2 separate regions of the Pan troglodytes genome follow, and region 2 is linked to region 1. A link is a contact called in public HiChIP or PLAC-seq data. All regions are on one chromosome and are shown on one strand. The core of a region is the stretch at or near the end of the contact, and the rest is flanking DNA. Distances in the headings are between cores, read along the strand shown. Region 1 holds the start of TMEM151B (transmembrane protein 151B). Region 2 holds the start of SPATS1 (spermatogenesis associated serine rich 1).

Region 1 (7,512 bases), core at 3,894-6,393:
AGGCCCTCATTCTCTGCGAAGAAGCGCGCGCGCTGGCACAGGTACGCGTTCTCGGCCTCCACGCTGGCGAAACTGAAGCACTTGGTGAAGCGCAGCCGCGTGGCCGGCGCGCCCTCCAGCCCCACCAGCGTCTTGGACACGTCGCGAACGCCGCAGCGCGCGTAGTCGAACTCGGCCTCCGCCACGTGCGTGTTGACGCGTTCGTGGTAGACCTGCGGCGCGGGGGGCAGGCGGCGGGGTCGCGGGGAGCCCGTCAGCGGTGCCCGCTTCTGCCCACTCACCCTTTCCCGCCCCATCTATGCTCTGGTTGCCTGGTCGGACCCTAAGTCTGTCTTGGTTTAGGTGCCGGCTGGAGCTGGTTAGGATCTTTCCGTCTGACTTACAGGGCAACTGACGCCCTCTGTGTAATCAGACGTGATGACCGGACTAGAACCAGCCCTACCTGTGCGCATTTAAATTTTTTTTTCTTTCTTTTTCCTTTTTTTTTTTTTTTTTTTTTTTTTTTTGTTGAGATGGAGTCTGGCTCTGTCGCCCAGGCTGGAGTGCAGTGGCGCCATCTCGGCTCACTGCAAGCTCCGCCTCCCGGGTTCATGCCATTCTCCCGCCTCAGCCTCCCGAGTAGCTGGGACTACAGGCGCCCACTACCACGCCAGGCTAATTTTTTGTATTTTTAGTAGAGACGGAGTTTCACTATGTTGGCCAGAATGGTCTCGATCTCTTGACCTCGTGATCCACCCGCCTCAGCCTCCCAAAGTGCTGGGACTACAGGCATGAGCCACCGCGCCCGGCCGCGCATTTAAATTTTAACTAAGCCCTGCTTCCTCTAGGGGTCAGGCCCTGGCCATGAACTGCCCCTCTGGCCTGCCTGATCCATTTGCCACTGCCTCTGTTTTCCAAAGTGCCCCCACATCACCACAAACAGCCTCCTCTTCTTCTTTCTTCCCTTTTACAATTGTGTTTCCCAATGGGTTCCCCAGAAGCACTCCCTAAAGAACCCCTCTATCTCTAGTCTGCCTGTTCACGCTGTAGCTATCATCAGCCTCCTTCCTGCTTCTCACCCGCCCCAGGCTTCTGTCTATTGATCCTTATACTGTGACAGATGGCCTGCATCTGGGAACGTCTCCTCCAGGACCCCAATATGTCTCATCCTGGCGAGTCCACAAAGTGCTGATTGACCTGCCCACCCTCAGTGAGACTTCCTACGCCCACCTCCTCTTAGACCCTTGAACTTGAGATCCAGGAAGCTGGGATTGAGCCTAGCACTACCACTTAAGAGCAGCAGACTTTGGACAAGTCACTGAGTTTAGGTGTCCATACCTGTGAAAGAACTCAGTAGCAGTCACCTCACTGAACAGGTAAGAGCATGCTATGATACTGGGCATGTGAAGCCATCTCCAGCCATTAAGCACTATTTTTATTTATTTTTTTTTTGAGATGGGGTCTTGCACTGTGGCAATCACAGCTCACTACAGCCTCAACTGCCCAGGCTCAAGCGATTCTCCCACCTCAGTTTCCTGAGTAGCCGGGACTACAGGTGCATACCACCACACCAGCTACTTCTTTTTATTATTTATAGAGATGGGGTCTTACTGTGTTGCTGCCAGGTGGGCTGGTCTCAAACTCCTGGCTCAAGAGATCCTTCTGCCTCACCAAAGTGCTGAGGTTACAGGCCTGAGCCACCACACTCTGCCATTAATCACTAAGTAGATCCATTAAGCACTAAACAGTATATAGATCCTGGAGCCAGATTGCTTGAGTTCAAGTCTCATCTCCACCACATACTGCCTATTTGACCTTAGACACATTACTTAAACTCTCCAGGCCTCAGTTTCCTCATCTGCAAAATGGGAATACCTGCCTACATCATAGGGTTGTTATGAGGGTTAAATAAATGATTTGATGTGTGTAAAATACTTAGAGTAGAGCCTGGCTCCTGGTCGGTTTTTGCTGTTATGATTATGGTTGTTGGCTATTGCCCTGCTGTTGCAATGCTCATGGGAGCTCACTGCTGCCTTTTGCTCCTCCCACCTCCCCCCCAGGGAGGTGGGGAGGGAGTGAGGCAGCACGTAAGTGCCACCTCCCATGTTGAATGTCCTGCACTCCCCACCAGCTCCTCACCTGGGTGGTGGTATAGGCGTCTCCATTGCGGTATCTGGTGACCTGGCGGGTGCGGCGGACATAGTGGTAGCTGATGGCCTTCCACCAGATGCAGGGCGTGGCTTGCTGCATGCGGCCCACACGCTCCCGCACACTGCTCACATCAACACGGTGCTGCAGCTCATGGCGGGCTTGGCAGTGCCAACACTCCACCAGGTAGACGGCGTACAACATGAGCAGGAAGGCCAGGGGGATGTAGACATAGCCGTTGGAGCAGGGGCTGTCATGGTACATGAGGCTGTTGCCCTGGTAGGCGCTGCTGAAGGTGAGGCGCGTCACTGTGGTGACGTGGCACCAGGCCACTGCCCCCAGGCAGCCGTACATGAGCAGCGAGAGCAGGAGGCACTTCCAGTGGGACTCACGGCAGAGGGACTTGGTGAAAGAGGGCTGGATGGGACGCTGCTGCTCAGGTGGGCAGGGAGAGGGGCCAAGATGAGTGGGAAGTGAGAGCAGGCAGGACCCAGCACAGAGATGGATACGGGGATGGAGGGGCAGAGGCCAGCACCAGAGATAACAGGCAGAGAGAAACAGGGATATGGAGAGAAAAGGTGAGACCAAGATGGGAGCCAGGGGCCAGAGGTAGAAACAGAAGTGACACAGAGCAAGCCATGAGGACAGGAAAGGGGACCGGAATGCCAGTACAGGAAAGTGCAGAGAGAGACACCCCAAGAGGCAGAGAAGGATCAGAGCCAGAGATAGAGGCCCAGGCAGCAAACACAGATGGATAGGATGGTACCCAGAGAGCATCCGAAGACAAACACAAAAATGGCAATGAAACAGAAGATGTGGACAGGGAAGACAGGGGAGGACAGACAGACAGGCATCAGCGAAGGCAGGTCCCCAGCCCAGACCCCTTCCAGGTCCTCTAGAAAAGGGGGAGGGACCCACTGACATCACCTCCCCACTTAACAAGTGGGGCCCTCACTTCCAGATTTTTTTCAGTCCTAGGTTCTAGAGGAGCTACTCCCCTCTGACCCATCCACCTCCCTAACCCTCACAATTAGCCTAACACCTCCTTTGGATAAGGGCCTCCAGAGAACCCCAGGCCCTGTCTCATTCCCCATGTTCTGGACCCTGGTTCCCCTGTGAGTCTCCCTCCTGCACCCTGACATCCTTCCCTTTGTCCTAGGATGGGAGGGAGGGGGCTGGGGTCCCTGAGCGGCAGGCAGTCCAGGAGGAGGTATCCAGAAGGGCAGAGGCATGTGGCTGAGGAGAGGACAGGCATAGGGGATGTGGGACCGGGGTAGCGAGGACGACGTTTGAAGCCCAGCAATTTATCAAGAGAAAATTATTTTTGGTACTCTCCTGGAGCCTGTCTGTTAAAGCTCCTGGCACATTCTGTCCCAGGGTTGGCCCAGGAGTTGTTTACATGTCTGGCTCCCCACTACACTGGGTACTCCTGAGGGCCCATGCTTCATTCTCTTTGCATCCTAGGTGCCTACCATGGTGCTGGCCCCCAGCAGCCACATCCTAATTGAGTGTTGAGTTTAATTTCTTGTAGTGGCCTCTGTTTTCCCACCCCTCCTCTCTACTGTCTAGCTTTAGGAACCCATCCCCCACCACACACACACACACACACACACACACACACACACACACACACAACCTCCTGCTGGGATCCTGACTTACCCCCTCAATTCCTCAGGCCTGACCTAGAGGCCAGCCAGGAAAGAGAGGAAAAGAGTGGAAAAGAAGGGTACAGTAATAGGCATCGGTCCCTGGATCTAGAAGTATGGATAGTTAGGCGAGCTAGGAAATAGCACACAGTACATGTGGACAAGGAGATTAGGGTACATGTGCCTACCTGGTTATGTGCTTGTCCCCATGTGGGTACCTCTGAAAGGGGCTTTACCTGCAGGCCCATCCCCGCTTGTGTGCCTCTGCCCTAGTACAGGGTGCATGCGTGTGCACAAGTGTGTATGGGAGGCTGGAGTGGGGGTGCTCCTGGTACTTTCCTCCGTCTCTTTGTCTTCAGGTTCAGAGGACTGAGTACTAGGGACCCCAACTAGGGATATGAGGAAGCAGCAGGAGCCTCGTGAGAGAGAGGTGCACACCCCCCCACCCACACACACACACACACACACTCCCAATGACCACAGGCGGGACCCCCCTGTACACATCTGACCTCCTTAGGGTCCCAGATCAGGTACCACCACCACTTCCCCATGGTACCCTCCTCGTTCTGTAGCCCGTACAAGTCGCCCTTCCTGGCCTTCAAGGTAGCATCCCCCTCTGTGAGACAGGATCCCCGCCACCGTCCCCACCCCGGGAGAGCATAGCCCCCACTCTCATAAGCCCAGGGTCCGCGAGGCTCCGCCCCTAGGCCCCTCCCCCTGCCCGGGACCCCTGAGCCCCGCCCCCGGCGCGGCCCCTTCCCCGGCACCGCGGACAGCTCCGGCCGCCGGGTGGGGGCGGCGGCGCCGACTGCGGCTGCAGCGGCCGGCTCGGGGTGCGGGGCGCCGGCCGCGCTGCGGCGGAACCAGCGGGGGACGCGTGCGATGGGGGATGGGGGGCCAGGCTGCGGCCGCGCCTGGGGAAGGGGCGCCCTAGACTCTCACCTCCTCTCGGGCGGGGCCCTCGTCCGCCGCCGCCGCTGCCGCCGCCGCCGTGAGCTCCTCCGAGACCCCGGGGCCGCCACCGCCGCCGCCGCCGGCGGCGGCGCTCTCTCCCGCGGCCGAGCCAGGGGGGGACATGGCGTAGAGGGGGCGCGTCGAGCTCAGGACCTCCCGGGGGGCTGCCAGGGGCCGGGGGCATCCTGCGCGGGCCCTGGGGAGAGGACGGGAGGGGGCGGGGCCCTCGCTGCTCCCCACCCCCCGCCGGGGGAGGGGGCCCGGAAAGGGCACCGGGAGTAAGGGGCTGGGGGCTGAGGGTGGGAGGCAGGCTGGGGGGCCGGGCCGGGGGGGGCCGGGGCCAGGGGCGGGTGTCACCTTGAGGCCCTCGCGGCGCCGCTCCGCCTCCCGCCCGCTCCCGCCGCCGCCTTTTGTCTGAGCCGAGCTGGAGCCAGCGCGCCCCCCCTTTCCTGCCGGCGCAGCCGAGCCCCGCCCCCAGCCCCCCAAACTCCGCCTTCCCAAGCCTACCTAATAACCACCCCCCGAAGGGGTAAAGCAACAGGGACTCCCCACACCTCTTCCCCGCTCCCAGCCCTGCTCACTGCACCTCCCTCCCGCGCTCCTATCCTGGGAGAATCTGTGCCGCAACCCCTCTCCATCTGTTCTCCGTGGACTGGGTGCCCGAGGTTCAACCAACAGCACCCCCCCCACACACACACACACACATCTCTGGTTCCCCCAAGTTCCCAGGGCAGAGGAGTGGGGAGAGGAAATTGATTCTTGGAACCCTAGGGAAGATCCTTACTCCCAGTTGCGTGGTGAAGGGTTAAGGCAGAAGCTAGACTTCCAGAGGAATGGAATAGGGGGAAAGGGAAGAGATTGAAGCTAGATGTGGGAAAGGACTAACAGAGGGCAGAGGGGAGGGCATTGGAACTGGCCTTCACTGAACCATCTTTCTTCCCTAAAAGAACAGCTCCAGAGAAGCAGTGAAGTGTGTGCAATACCCTAGGCTGGAGGGCAGGAAACCTGAGTTCTAATTCTGAATTCTGTATCTGTCATTAAGGAGTTATGTGACCTTGGGCAAGTGCCTTCCTCTCTCTGAGCCTTAATTTCTTCATCTGTGCAGTGAGGAAGTTGACTGGACAATTTCTAAGGCTCTGACTTGTAGGTATAGGAAGCAGGCCAGGCTGAGCCACTGCAGGCAGCCTATCCTTTCAGGCCATCCACCCCACACTGCTTTTCCCTGTATCCCCTGGCACAGCAGGAAGGACCCTGACATTTATTCATTCATTCATTTCTGGATGTCTCCATTCAGTAAACAGGTGTTGGGTACCTATTGTGTGCCCAGTACAGAAATGAAACACAGTTTCCTTCCTGCAAGGAGCACAAAGTCTAATGGGGAGAAAAGAACATGAGCACAAATTCTAATGGGGAGAAAAGAACATGAAAAACAACCATTATGAAGAATATAATAAAAGCCATGCATGATCAATCTTGTGCATACACAGTCACTGTGGAATCCTACTATGTGTCATTAGAGTCTTTGACATACAGTAACTGTTCTCCCCAATTACTCACAGGGAACCAAGGCAGAGGGAGAGTGAATGGCTTACTCAAGGTCACCTGCTAGCACTCACAGAGCTAGTCCTAGAATTCAGATCTTTCCCACTCAAAATCTATGGGGAATATTTGTGGGTAGGAAGTTAGTTTGGGGCAAAGCCTCGATGTCTGATTTTGGGGGATAGGGTACAAACACACTGATCTGCCCAGTATGTTCCTTCCCCTTGTTGGGGACAGGAGAGCCACTGCTCCCACCCCTCTAGTCCCACTCCTGGTCCGGCCTTCATTTTACTACTCTTCCCTTTCCAGGTGAGGTGAAGGTGGCTCTCTGTCCACCTATTGCTTAGAGCTATCCAGCCTGCATGGTCCTCTCCAGGTTGATGGGTCCATTCTCCCTGCCCAGAGGAAGGCGGCTGTCCAGAAGAGGCGGGGGTCTGGTTCACTCCCTTGGCAGAGGCAGAATCTCACTTGGTGGTTCATTCCAGCATCTCCTGCCCATGCTTTTTGGGAAGCTGGCCTCACAGCTAACTCCAGCCCCTCTTGTTCCAGTTTCAACCCCTTCCCCCACAGAGAGCAGAGCCCCTAACCTTGGCCTTTCCAAACCCACAGAGGATCCTCTCGTGCTCCCCATTTAGGCGCCATAATCTTCCTCTTGACACCCACCCCCACTGCCTTCCTGTCTCCACTTCAAAGGGCTTTGGAGGAGGGACAGTTTAGCTCTTTTTGGCCAACCCTAGAGCTCCCAAGAGACAAAAGGCTACCCCTGCCTTCTCCATTCACACACAGTACCCTTCCCTGGAAGCTACAAGAAAGGGGGGTGAAGGAGGGGGCGGTGGAAGGAGCCAGCTGACCGGCTGGTCACCATGGAAACCAGTCCTGTTTCCTGAAGATGAGCCTAGCTGGGGTGGGTGGAGGTGGGGAGTGGGGGCACGTGGGGAGTGGGGGCACAAAGGGAACCAGAAAACAACAGAGAGAAAGACGAGGGGCCCAGCCTCAGAGAAGACTGGAGCTGAGGAGGCGAGGTCAGGTCCCTAACCATGCTGTGGCCTAAGTCAAAGTCCCCAGGTCACCCTTTCAGATAACACTGCAATGGTCCCCCTCCCCATTCCTGGAGTGTTGGAAAGGATTCCTGTCAAGAGTGCAAGCTCTGGTAGTGGGGCCAGTGGGTGACTCAATGCTGACCTCATGTGGCCATAAAAGGGACTGCCACACACCTGTTCTGGCTCAGAGCCAAACACCTGGCTGG
Region 2 (7,567 bases), core at 3,070-5,569, 73 kb before region 1:
GTCTTTGCTATGTGAACAGTGCCGCAATAAACATACGTGTACATGTGTCTTTACAGTAGAATGATTTATAATCCTTTGGGTACATACCCAGTAATGGGATTGCTGGGTCAAATGGTATTTCTAGTTCTAGATCCTTGAGGAATTGCCACACTGTCTTCCACAATGGTTGAACTAATTTACACTCCTTGAGCTTTTATAAATTTATAAGATGAAAATAAATATCCAAAAAGAAAAAAAAAAGGGCAAAAGATGTGATCAGGTAACTTATTTTTAAAAACAGGCTGGACAAGGTGGCTTATGCCTGCAATCTCAGCACTTTGGGAGGCTGCGGCAGGTAGACTGCTTGAGGCTAGGAGTTCAAGACCTGCCTAGGCAACATATGGAGACCTGGTCTCTACAAAAAACTAAAAAGTTAGCTGGGCGTGGTGTTGCACACCTGTGGTCCCAGCTACTTGGGAGGCTGACATGAGGACTGCTTGAGCTGGAGAGGTCGAGTCTGCAGTGAGCCCTGATCGTACCACTGCACTCCAACCTGGGTGACAGAGTGAGACCCCATCTCAGAATAAGATAAAACAAAATAACACATACAAATAGCCAATATGTATTTGGGGGAAATTTCATCCATCCTAATAATTGGGTTTGGGGGAGTGGGTGGTTATTTTGTGGGGTTTTTTTTTTTTTTGAGACAGGGTCTTGCTCTGTCACCCAGGCTGGAGTGATCTCGGTTCACTGCAGCCTCTGCCCGTAGGACTCAAGTGATGCTCCCACCCCAGCCTCCCAAGTAGCTGGGACCATAGGCACACACCAGCATGTCCAGCTATTTTTTTATTGTTGTTGTATTTTTTGTAGAGATGGGGTCTCACCATGTTGCCCAGGCTGGTCTCAAACTCCTGAGCTCAAGTGATCCACCCACCTCAAAAGTGCTGGGATTACAGGCATGAGCCACTGTACGTGGCCCCATCCAAATAATTGAAGAACGGAATTTAAAATGAGATACCATTATTTGTTATCCGTTTGCAAACACCCAGGTTTGGCACAGCTTGGAGGAATGGCATTCCTATCATTGCTGGTGGGAATGTCCCCATCTTACTGAAGAGCAATTTGGCCATATATGACTTCCGAAGCCTATGAGAAGTGCATATCATTTGACTCAATAGTTCTACATCTAGAAATGTATCTATGAAAAAGGCATGAAATGCATGTTTGGAGATGTAGAATGGATTCACATATGTGAATGAACTGAAATCAAGGCCAAAGATGTCCTCTATGTCAATACTTGCATGTGAGTTCTGAGGTATTTACGGTAAGATTTACTTATGGTAATTTTTGGCCATAGGTTTTAACAGTGGCTGCCTTTCATAGCATGTAAACATTTTAATTGTATATTGCCACTATAGGACTTGAGAGTTCACCCAAGCAAGAATTGGTTGGCTCTATGGATGGTATCAGAGAGGGTCCTTTCCCAAGCTTTTTGTTTGTGTTAGGAGCAAAATGTAAATGTACTGCATTTCCCTAAGCAGCGAGCAGTGAAACACACCTAAAACTTTAGCACACTTCCTTGCTTGCTTGAAAAGTTTTGTGGCAGCAGCACTCTAGAAAGTGGCCTGTGGCCACTATAATGGGGAAAGCTTGTCTGATGGACAAGGATGGGAAGAGCAATCTCTTGCTAAACTGGCAAACAGCACACTCTCTAGATCAAGCTGACTACGGCATCTTCCTAAGGGTAACTCAACCTCAAACTTGAGCTGGAGACACTTAAACATGTCCTCAAGATGCCTCCCCGCCCCTCCCCTGGTAAAAGAAGATTAGCTGGAAGAGAAGCTGGAATTGCAAGCCTGAACACTTACTAATACTGACGCTAATACTAATATTGATGCTCCCACTGCATAGAGTACCATCCAGCTACTCCGAGCAAGTCAATTACTTCTCCACGCGCAGCTCCCAGTGGCTGCCCTCTCCCCCATCTAGCTCAGAAGGCTGTGGGGAGACAAACACACTAAGGAGATACACCCTGCTTGAAAGTTTCACCATTTATCATGAAAATTGTTATTCAAGTGCAATAAATGTCAAGTAAGCCAGAAGTCAGAAAATTCTAACAAGTTTCTAAAACACTGAAAAATAAGAAGAAATGATGTAATTAAAGGCCAAGAGAAGGTTCTGGTAACCAGAAAGGAATTCAAGGGAAAAAAGAGAATTTGGAAGAAAGTCTGTTTCTTTATTGCCATCTGTGGAATTCAGGATAATTATTTCCATTTTTTTTAGGCAGGAATAACACCTTACATAACCAAAGCACTTTCATATGTTTGTCATCTCAGCTGATTGTCATAATAGCTCTGTCTGGCAGGGAGAAAAATAATACATCAAGCCATGTTTGTTTAACATGGATACTCATTTAACCAAACACTATTTCCCACCCCTGCTTATCTGCTTCACAAGGGGCCTAAGGATCAAGGACAGAAGTTTTTAACCAGTTTTTTGATTCTATCCTCTCCCCCATGAGCAGTAATGAAAGCAATCGGTTCTCTGATGGAAAAATGCACACACACACACACACACACGTATCTTCAATTGGTTTGTGGAGCCCCTTCCTTGCTGAAATCCATAGACTCCATGTTAAGCTAAACTCAGATGTATTCTCCTGAATAGACTCACCTACACAGCAGGAAAGGACACCATGGGTCTTTCATTAATGTGGTATGGGACCTGGTACCCTTCTGGTACCCCTAACTCGAAAACATGGATCCTCCCTAGGACATCCTTAAAACAGCAGCTTCTTCCTTTACCCCAAACTGGAAACTGCAGGAAGGTCTGGAACTTAAAGTTAGAATCCCAGAACCCTTTTCTCCTTGCTGTTCCAGACACACTTGGACAATTAATAGCTCTAACTCCTCCAGCTCCTCCTTCTCTACGGTCCTAGCTTATATTAATAGCTGGGTGGAATAAGTTGTACCTCCCTCCTTTCTCCCCACTGTGAAGGAGAATGAGGAGATCACACACCCAGAATACAGAAGACCAGGGAGAAAGCTAAGATCTGATCCAGCAAAGTCTGGATATTTCACGACCCCTTTTTGCAGCACTCAGGCCACTCACCCATAACAGGTAAATGAGAACTTGAGCGCAGGCGCACTCTGAGCTTTTCTGGGAGACTGTGGCTGTTCGGCGCCATGACACTGTTCTCCAAAGGCAAACGTGCCCCCAAATACCCTCCTCGGCCTTAACCAATTATGGAGCTACCAGCCATTATTTAATTTTTAGAGTGTTCATAATTCTCACCTGAACTGTCCCATCCAGTAAACAATGACACAAACCTACTAATATCTGAGCAAAGGAAAGATGAAAGGACACAGGCTCGAAAGTATGGCAGACTCATGTCAAATCCCAGGCTCATGTCAAATCCCAGGCTCACCTTTTATTAACCCAAGCACTGGGCAGGTCAAATCTCTGGCTCCCTTTACTCATAGGTAATATACTTCTCCACTGCTGTGAGATCCAGTGAGGTAATTTATGAGACTCTGCTTTGGTGGCGCTCTCTGCCTAATCAAATCTTGGGTTAGCACAAACATAAGCTACTATTCAAGCAGCTCTTTTTACATGCCCCCAAACTAGCTTCCTTCTAAACTTCAAATGGTGCCCCCCACCTGCCCCCGCCCCCGGGTGTAGTATACTTGGATGTGGCCACCAACTCCACAGCCCGGATTTCTTAGAACTCAACTGTAGGTCCTCTCCACCTCGGTCATGCCAGAGTCCCTTTTTTCTGGAACCTTCTCCAGCTGTCTGCCGCAGGTCGCGCTTGAGATGGAGGGGAGACGGCAGCCCCGTGGACCGTTTCCAGTGAGCATGGATGGACTCATCTGTGCCCATGTTGATTTTAAATATTAGAAGCAACCCAGAGACAAAGAAAGACCCTCGTAAGAAAGGTATCAGTCAAAACAAACAAATTCCACAAGCCACCGAAAGTCAGGAGGGCAGGACTGGCCTCTAAACGGGAGCCTCACTCCCTCCACCTGGGCGTTTCGTAGTTTGGAAGCCCTGGGAGCCCCAGCGAGTCCGCCCCCAGCCCGAACCAGGCTCGCTGCACCCCCCATCCAGCTCAAGGTGCTCCTTCTTTTCCACCTCGGGGTCTTCCCACCCCCTTCCCCAGGGGAGGCCCGGGTCTGTGCTCAGAGGCCTCCACGGACCAACGAACCAACTGGCAACTGAACTGCCGAACGCACGCCGCACGCCGAGGGCTGAGAACCGAGAGCCTAGGGCAAAAGGGACACCGCGGCCGCCTGCTTCTCCCACAGAGGCGCGTTCCGGGGTTGCCGGGACACCGGCTCCAGTAACGCGGCGCGCATCCTGCCTGGCTCGGCTGCCGGCCCCACTGTCTGTCACTCCCCGGCTCTCTGGCCATTGGTACAGGATGGAGGCTCCCGAGAGGTGCGGAGCAAGGAGCTCCAGCTATGGCCCGGTGTCACAGGCAAGGACCTCTGCAAAAGCCACTTTGTGGTTTTGGATTTTTTTTTTTTTTTAAGAGTTGTGGTTCTTTTCCAGGCAATTTTCATTATTAGAACTGTAGGCTCTGGTAGCAGTGAAAGATGCGCCCTCCACAAAGCTTGCAGATGCCTGGTTATAATTGGCATTGATTAGACAGGATCCACCTACCACTTACAGAGCGCCTTTTCTGGGCCAGGCGCCCTGGTGGATATTATCTTCCTTAAACAGCCAGCTGCGTTTTTCAAAATAGAAAACCAAATTTTAGCAAAGGCTTGCTCAAGGTCACCCAGAAAACAGATTCATTTCTAAGTTTCCTCATTCCAAATCCACCACTCTTTCCATCATATTGACTTAAATTTGTCTTCCTCATCCTTTCCAGTATCTAATAAATCTTGCATAGAAAGCTTTTCTCCAAGTCTAGTTTAAGTCCCTAAATTCGTGTTTAGACCAAGTTTTCCCTTCTTTTGTTACTGATTATAAGAGAAATAAATGGTCATTATAGAAATATTGGAAAATATGGAAAAGTATTATTAATATCCATGATCTCACCATACAGAAGTTAAATACTTTTTTTCTGGATAGCTATTGCTATATAACAAATCACCCTCAAACTCTGTTGTTTTAAACAACAACATTCATTTTTAATTTCTGATCCTGGTGGTTGGCTAGGCTAAGCTAGGCTGTTCATGCTTGGGGTCTCTCACAGGGTCTCAGTCAGAGGTCACAGAGGAGCTTCCTCACTCATGTGTCTGGTGATTGATGCTGGTTGTCAGTTGAGGTCAGCAGGGTTAGCGCCAGTTCACCCATGTGTGGCATTTCCATGTGCTTTCTCACACCAGTGTCTGAGTTTCCAACGTGAGCATCCCAGGAGGACCAGGCAGAAGTTGTATTGCCTCCATAGTCACAAATGCATGGAGAGGGAACTTAGATCACACCTCTCCATCATGGTCATACTGTATGAAGAGCACAGGGGACAGGGGATCTTGTGGCCCTCCTAGAAAATACAATCTCCCCTACTGATATTTAGGGGTTATTCCTTGTCCTTTTTCTATGCACATGTATGTCATATACCCCTAGTGATTTACACCCCTGCTGATATTTAGGGGCTGCTTCCTCTCTACCCTTTTTCTGTGCACAAATATGTTAACATATTATAGATAGATAGATAGATAGATAGATAGATAGATAGATAGATAGATAATAGATAGATATAGATAGATAGATAGATAGATAGATAGATAGATAGATAGATAGATAGATATAGATATAGATATCTCTTATATTGGGCTTTTAAAATTTAAGATTATAGTTGATGGCTGGGGGCTGTGGCTCAGGCCCATAATCCCATAATCCCAGCACTTTGGGAGGCCGAGGTGGGTGGATCACTTGAGATCAGGAGTTCAAGACCAGCCTGGCCATCATGATGAAACCCGTCTCTACTAAAAATACAAAAAAAAAAAAAAAAAAAAAAAAATTAGCCAGGCGTGGTGGCAGGCACCTGTAATCCCAGTTATTTGGGGTGCTGAAGGAGAACTGCTTGAACCCGGGAGGCAGAGGTTGCAGTGAACTGAGATCATGCCACTGCACTCCATCCTGGACAAGAGAGTGAGACTCCATCTCAAAAAAAAAAAAAAGTTAGCCCTCCATATCTAAGGGTTTTGGATCCACAGATATGACCAACTACAGATTGAAAATATTAAAAAATATATAAAAATTTAAAATAATACAGATAAAAACAGCAAAGTATAGCAACAATTTACATAGCATTTACATTGCTTTAGGTATTATAAATAATCTAGGGATGATTTGAAGTACCGTACAGGAGGATTTGCATAAGTTATATGCAAATACTATGCCATTTTGTAAAAGGGACTTGAACATCCTTGATATGCTCGATTTTGGTGTGGGAGGGGAGTCCTAGAACAAATACCCCAGGGATACAGAAGGATGGCTGCATATCCTGAGCATTTCCCCTTATCGAAGTTTAAAAAACATGTTATCTCTTTATCCCACGGTAGGAGAGGTAACAGTTTTTTAATAGAAATGTTAGCTGGGCAACAGCATAGTTAGTTATTAATGGCTTGACTCAAGAGGCTGCCTCACCAGGAAGGCAGAGATTTTTGTCTGTTTTGTCCACTGCTGTACGCCAAGCAACTAGCACAGTGCCTGGCACATATAAATGCTCAATAACCATTTATTTAATGAATGAATAAATGAGTGAGTGGGTGGGTGGATGGATGGATGATTACAATGGTCTGAGCTGAGCCCCTCCCTCTCTTGCTTGCATCCTCCTAGGAGGAAAGAGTCCAGGTTTCTAACCTGAACCACCAGGTTCCAAGATATCAAGATCTATCTGTTGGTCAGGTGATTTTGCAAGGCAGGCGAGTGAATCACAGAAGGGAAACTTTCTCATCCTTAGTGAGTCCTGTGAACTGTGACTCACAAGCCTTCCCTTACTCTGCAGCTTAAAACCTCCCAGGCCACCTTGCCCTCACTCCTTGGGCAAGTTTTAGATGCCTGTCACACCAGGCCTGCCCTGGCAGCTGTGCCCAAGGTTTGGCGAGGCACTGGAGCCAGCTAAAGTGTTCTCAAGGCCGTGGAGCTGCCTCTGATCAGCTTGGCCCCAACGCACGGCCAGTGTGTTCCCAGGATTGGCACCTGAAGCTTCCTGTGCACAGCAGCCCCACAACCAGAGTTCAGCAGCAGAGGCGAGGGGAGGATGCTAGATGTCCCCAGAAGACTGAGGTTCCTGAAGGTCCCAGAAAATCTTGTCTGTATAGCCGGGAGGGTGAGCACAGTTGGGCAAGAAGAAGGCCTTCCTCAGTGTTCCCTTGCTGTCCCCTGTCTGAGCACCCCAAACCAAGCCCAGCCTGGAGGTTACCGCAGCACCTGTGCAGGAACATAGAGGCCTGATGCAGGGAGGGGCGGTGGTCCCAGGTCCTTAAGGTCAACTCAACTGTTTCTCCAGCTTTAGGGCCCTCCTTTCAGCTTTACAGTCCGGGATCCTGATGTTCCACAAGCCTGGCTCTCCTGGGTCTGAATGAGCTCAGGAAACCTGGGGCTCCAGGCCACCACAAACACGCACAGGGTT

Evidence for each region. HiChIP or PLAC-seq counts read pairs in DNA pulled down with a chosen protein or histone mark.
Region 2: a contact with region 1 is called in an H3K4me3 HiChIP or PLAC-seq map of stem cell-derived excitatory neurons, with 16 times the contacts expected there. The contact joins the promoter of SPATS1 here to the promoter of TMEM151B in region 1. A contact is called at or near these places in 5 of 7 Hi-C or Micro-C datasets (blood, induced pluripotent stem cells, a lymphoblastoid cell line and 1 more), 1 of 1 datasets of contacts at active chromatin or transcription factors (stem cell-derived excitatory neurons) and 1 of 1 other capture datasets (stem cell-derived neural stem cells).

Annotation. Positions count from the first base shown.
Region 1 is chr5:50,164,395-50,171,906 of NHGRI_mPanTro3-v2.0_pri, reverse strand. It overlaps TMEM151B (transmembrane protein 151B), which reads right to left and starts at 5,143. Exons shown (of 3, transcript XM_016955619.3): 1 at 4,716-5,143; 2 at 2,119-2,559; 3 at 1-212. The coding sequence starts at 4,850.
Region 2 is chr5:50,236,340-50,243,906 of NHGRI_mPanTro3-v2.0_pri, reverse strand. It overlaps SPATS1 (spermatogenesis associated serine rich 1), which reads right to left and starts at 4,319. Exons shown (of 9, transcript XM_518511.8): 1 at 4,187-4,319; 2 at 3,713-3,851. The coding sequence starts at 3,851.